Linked DNA regions of Gossypium hirsutum: region 2 is linked to region 1. A link is a contact called in public Hi-C data. All regions are on one chromosome and are shown on one strand. Each heading gives the region's core, a stretch centred on a gene start, on an enhancer-like site or on the middle of the called end of the contact. The rest is flanking DNA. Distances are from core to core; before and after follow the strand shown. Region 1 has its middle 56 kb from the start of LOC107928035. Region 2 has its middle 13 kb from the start of LOC107928035.

Region 1 (2,700 bases), core at 103-2,602:
ATTTATCGTGGTTGCTCTGGCAATTAATATAGTGTTCTGTAGCTCGAACTTGACGATCGGTTCAAGCGAGGGGTGTTACAACTTTAGTCTCTGAACTTGGGTTTGGCCTAATCCATATTAAAGATAAATATAATATTAACCAAGTCTAGGGTAAATTCACATTATTTTATTAAGAATTGCATTTTATTAAACTCCAACTCAAGGCCCACTAATCTTCCAATAATAATACATAAAATCATGGATTCATGCTTCATTCAAACAATTCATCATAGAAATAGCATACTTTACATGCGATCATTTTTTTTTCAAAATCAAATCAATTACCATTTCGAAAATACTTAGATCTCACCCTTTTTTTAATGCATATTAGTGATGCATAAGAATCTCGAACATCATAAATATTTATAGCATTAGGATACGGGCAGTAAGACGACAATAAAAGCAGGCACATGATATGTTTATGGGAGCATGACATAGGGTGTGGACAACATCCCAGTACAAAAATATCCTTAAGATTGTTGACAAATATTGCATCAAGTTAACAAACCAAGAATACGAGTTGAACAGATTAAGAGGTGTTGAACATTGTCCTTAAAGATATTTGGTTGTAGCATATCCCCCAAGATTTCAAAAGCTCTTCTATTATAAAACAAGAACAAAAGTCAATAATAGATCACAACAAAAAAAATACTCAACAATCTCTTAAGGATGGAAAGGATGAGTGAGAGGAGAAGAAAATAGTTCTTGAAGTGCATTTAGAATGAGTCATGATATTTATAGGACATTTATTGGCTACAAATACCAAAAGTAAGCGAATTGACTTTGCTAAAAATATATTGAAATGTTTTGATAAATCTAGACATGGCTAAATATAGAATCAATCGATAAAGCTATTTTTAGTTTGACAAAATATGTGTTAGTAATTAAGTAATTTACTTTTCTTGAACTCTAAAAAATTCAATAAAAAATAATTTCAAAAACAAAAAGGCTGACGCCGCAATATATCATGCGCAGGGAAATCCACCAATTTACATTACATTGGCCATTTAGGCTTAGCTCTAATTCGCGTGAGTTCATCCTCTCAATTTGGTTTTTACTAGAACAATTAAGTCTAATAATTTACAAACAAATATCTCAAGGTCTTTTTTTTAAGAATGGAAGATTTGATTTTTTTTATTTATTTTAAATATTTCAAATTTCTAACACTAGTTGTCAAAAGAAATCATATAATTGGTGAGCCTGCTATTGAAGAAGTTAAGGACTTTGAGGCCCCCACAATTCTTTAGGGTCCAAGCCCGCTTATTAGAGCCTTAGGCTTATTTTATTTGGGCTAATATAATAATCGTAAAATCATGGTTGAGATGAAGGATTGTTATCCGAAAGAATGGATCCTTTACATTGGAGAATAGGTTTGGGTCGTATGGCAATTGGCTTCCACATATGCAGCTAAGACCATGTGCCTGCGAATTTAGTAATGGTATTAACTACAATCGGTGATGTTTGATTTAGATAGAATTAATTGGTCAAACCGAGAATTAGATGAAGTATTAGTTTAAAAATTGAGTTAGATCGGTTGATTCATAAATTACATATATATCTAATCGTAAGTTTTAAAGTATAATCCTTAAAAGATTTATTAAATACAATTATGAAAATTTTAGGAAAAAAAAACATTAAACATTTCCATGTCACATTGATAAATTTGGAATTTAATTATACCAAAATCCATCCTAAATAATTTACATATATCAACCTTAACAAATGCTTACCCTTAATTGAAACCCAGTTTAATATTGACTAAATTACTAGATCATGAATCTAGCTTTCTCTTCATTTACAGGCAATCATCAATCAACCAAGCAATGATGATAGAGAAAAAAAATCTAAGCTCGTAATCCAGTAAAGTTGACGTATAGGGTTATTAGCAATAGACAACAACTTGTATTCTTTAATGATAAATCCTTAATTAAGAGCCAAGTTAATGTCAACTTTGTTGAATTATGAGTTTAATGTTCTTTACATTTGTATGCAATCATTAGCTGATGAAGAGATAAAAACTAGATTCATAATCCAACAAAGTCTGACATTATAGGGCTATTAGCAATGGACAACAACTTGTACTTGCCAATGATCAATCAACACATATTGATCCCTAATTGAGAGCCAAGTTAATGTTGACTTTGCTGAATTATGAGTTTAGTTTTCCTTTTATTTACAAGCAACTGTCAATTTGACCAAATAAGATGAAGAGATAAAAATTAGACTCATAATGTAACAAAGTCAACATTAAAGTGCTTTTAGCAGTAGACAACAACTTGTATTAGCCAAAACTAGATGAACCGATACTAATTAATTAATCGTTTATAATCAATTTCGAGTTATCTAGTTGGTTCACTAAAAAAATGCTCATCCATAATTGAGAGCTAAATTAATATCAATTTTGCTAAATTATGAGTCTGGCTTTCCTTTTATTTGCATGCAATGATCAATTGACCAAGCAATAATGAAAACTAAACTCATAATCTAGCAAAATTCACATTACAGCTAATATTATTGGCGAATGGCGACCATTCCATATTTCTATATTTTTCAAAGGGGATGATGAGAGAGATAAGAGGTAAATGTATTTATAGGCTTCAAAGCCTATTCAAATTCTTGGAGAAAGGAAAATCATCAATAATAAACAATTACGTATTAATT
Region 2 (2,700 bases), core at 131-2,630, 43 kb after region 1:
TCCCTATCTTGAGACGTCAAAACGTCATAACCAGTAAGTTTGGACACAACGCTTTGAAATTTCAAGACAGCTGCTCATATTTTGAAATCCTTTTTTTAAAAAATTTAGAAAGGTGCTTAACTATTTGAACTCAATGAGAAAAGTGGCAACCCAGTAAGTTAGGGCACTACCTTTCTCAAAGTTTCCAAACATCAAGCATTGCTTTTATTTTTATGAAACTTTTAAATATTGTTTTAAATGACCTTTTAGAGTGACAATTCTGTATTACAAAACATAGATATTCAAATAACGTATACTACAAAATATTATAACACTTTATACAAATGCAATCACTATATATAGAGGGCAAAATAGAATAATAAAAATAATCATGCTAAGCAAATAGGAATATACCCAAAAAGAAAACATAATAAATGCACTAATTATACAATATATCATAAATAAAACATTAGATAATAAATATAAAAAACATGGTAAATATTAATGTGTAAAATATGTATGAGTAAAAATAGATGACATGCAAGAAAATGGATAAATAAAATCTACGTATAAAATATACAATCCAATAATTTAATGTACACATGAATGGATTAATAAATGAAATGATGCATATAATACAATATATCAATGTACATATTCATAAAATATAACATCAAATTAAAAAAAATTAACATTCAATACATAAATGATATATACAATATAAAAAATATATAAAAGAATTAGTATAAATAATAAAATGAATAATATAAAACATAAATAATATAATAGATAATATACGATATACATAATATATAATATATAATAAAAAAATAATATAATAAGTAATATATATAAAAAATGTAATAAATAAAATAAAATATAAATATATATAGGAAAATAATATATGATAAATAAACATTTTATATAAACATATCAATAGTATTTTTTAATAAAAATATATACATAGATTTTAAAATGAATAAATTATATGTAAAAAATAACAAAATTTAAAATAATAAAGAAAAGGAGTAAAATTAAATTTAAATGAAACTATAAGGCTAATTTAAAAAATGAAATAAATTTAATTTTAAAAAATAAAAAAAACTGGAAACGGAAAAGGACTAAAAGGATAAATATCCCTTTAGCCGAAGAAAACACGCGGATCTCTAAATGGACCGGGTCGGGTAATCGGGTTGGCCCCAAAACGACGTCGTTTTTGGGCCCTTCTGCACACTACGAAACGGCATCGTATAGGGGTGCTTTAAAAACCAATTTTCTTTCAAAAACTTTCATTTTCACCTCCTAAAAAAAAATCAAGAAAAATGCTCTTAAAAGCCTGCCTGCCCTCTGAGCTCCGATCGAACTCTGATCATCGGGCTTCGCCGTCCTCTGTCGTCTCCGCCACCGTTCACGATGGTCAGAGTTCCCAAAAGCGAGTTTTACGCTCCTTAAAGCTTCCCAAAGCCTAATCCGACGGTGATATTCCCTTTCCTTTCTATTTTAAAAGCGCCTTTTGCCTCAAAAACGATTCAAATCTTCGAAATAAAAAAAATAGAAAAGAGAACGAAAAGTAATCTCTGAAAATCACCTTAGATCTAATTTTATTCCTGGTATATGTGTAATACCCGTGTCTGTTTTACACTGTTTTTTGGGTAAAAAAAAAACCCCCCTTTACAATGCTTTCCTTCGGCTTTTATAGCCTTATACAGTATTTTTTACAGATTTCTATTTCATTTCTTGCTATGTTTGTTTCGTTTCTGCTGCTTTTCTTTCTCCTTTTGCAGGTGTTCGTGAGAATGATGGCGAGTACTCTGACTTTGATACGTGCGCCAATCTCGGCGCGATTCAGAACTAGAGTCATGGCGCTGATGGGGGCTACTGGAATGGCGCGATTTGAAAAGGCGCGTCGTTTGGGATGGTTGCTGTGTGAATTCTGGAACCTTTCTTTTGCGGCGCTAAAAGGTGCAGAAAACCCTAGGGTTCCCAAATTTGAAAGCAGATTTGGACCATCGGGCCACATAGTTTATTGGGTCTGATTTGTTTGGGCCGACTTAATTTATGTATTGGGTTTTGTGTGCTTCTGGGTCGAGGGTGTAAATGGGTCTATTGGGTAGGTTTAGGCATTTGGGCTGTTTATTGTAACTGGACTTTAAATTCTCACGAGCCCGGGCAGATTTGGGCTACTACAGTTATATATCTAAATATGAGTTTTAAGTTATGATATTTAAAATATTTATTAAATACAATGAAAATTTTAAGAAAAAAACATTTCAACATTTCCATGGTATATTGATAAGTTTGGAATTTAATTATACCAAAATCAATGCTAAATTATCTACATATATCGTAGTTGGTTTGACAAATGCTTACCCTTAATTCAAAGCCAATTTAATTTTAACTTTACTCAATCATGAGCTCGACTTTCTCTTCATTTACATGCAAAGATCAATCAGATGAAGAGGAAAAAATATTTTAAACTCATAATCCAGCAGCCATTAGTAATAGATAACAACTTGTTCTTGACAATGATCATTTAACAAATACTAATCCTTAATTGAGAGCTAAATTAATAATGTTGATTTTACTAAATTATGAGTCTAGTTTTCCTTTCATTGGCATGCAATCATTAGTTGATGAAGAGATAAAAATTAGACTCATAATCTAGCAAAGTCAGTATTATGGGGCTATTAGTAATGGATATCAACTTGTAATTGCCAATGA

What was found. Hi-C and Micro-C count contacts between places; a contact is called where the count stands out from the background.
Region 2: a contact with region 1 is called in a Hi-C map of leaf, with 3 times the contacts expected there. The contact joins two enhancer-like sites. A contact is called at or near these places in 5 of 34 Hi-C or Micro-C datasets (all in leaf).

The regions. Positions count from the first base shown.
Region 1 is chrA06:123,881,334-123,884,033 of Gossypium_hirsutum_v2.1, forward strand. No RefSeq gene overlaps it. Among protein-coding and RNA genes, the nearest start is that of LOC107928035, 56 kb to the right of the region's middle. Within about 2 kb of position 1,353, at least 3 of the 9 cell types and tissues checked have an H3K27ac peak or open chromatin away from gene starts, as enhancers often do. A contact at or near this core is called in leaf, where this site is marked.
Region 2 is chrA06:123,924,326-123,927,025 of Gossypium_hirsutum_v2.1, forward strand. No RefSeq gene overlaps it. Among protein-coding and RNA genes, the nearest start is that of LOC107928035, 13 kb to the right of the region's middle. Within about 2 kb of position 1,381, at least 8 of the 9 cell types and tissues checked have an H3K27ac peak or open chromatin away from gene starts, as enhancers often do. A contact at or near this core is called in leaf, where this site is marked.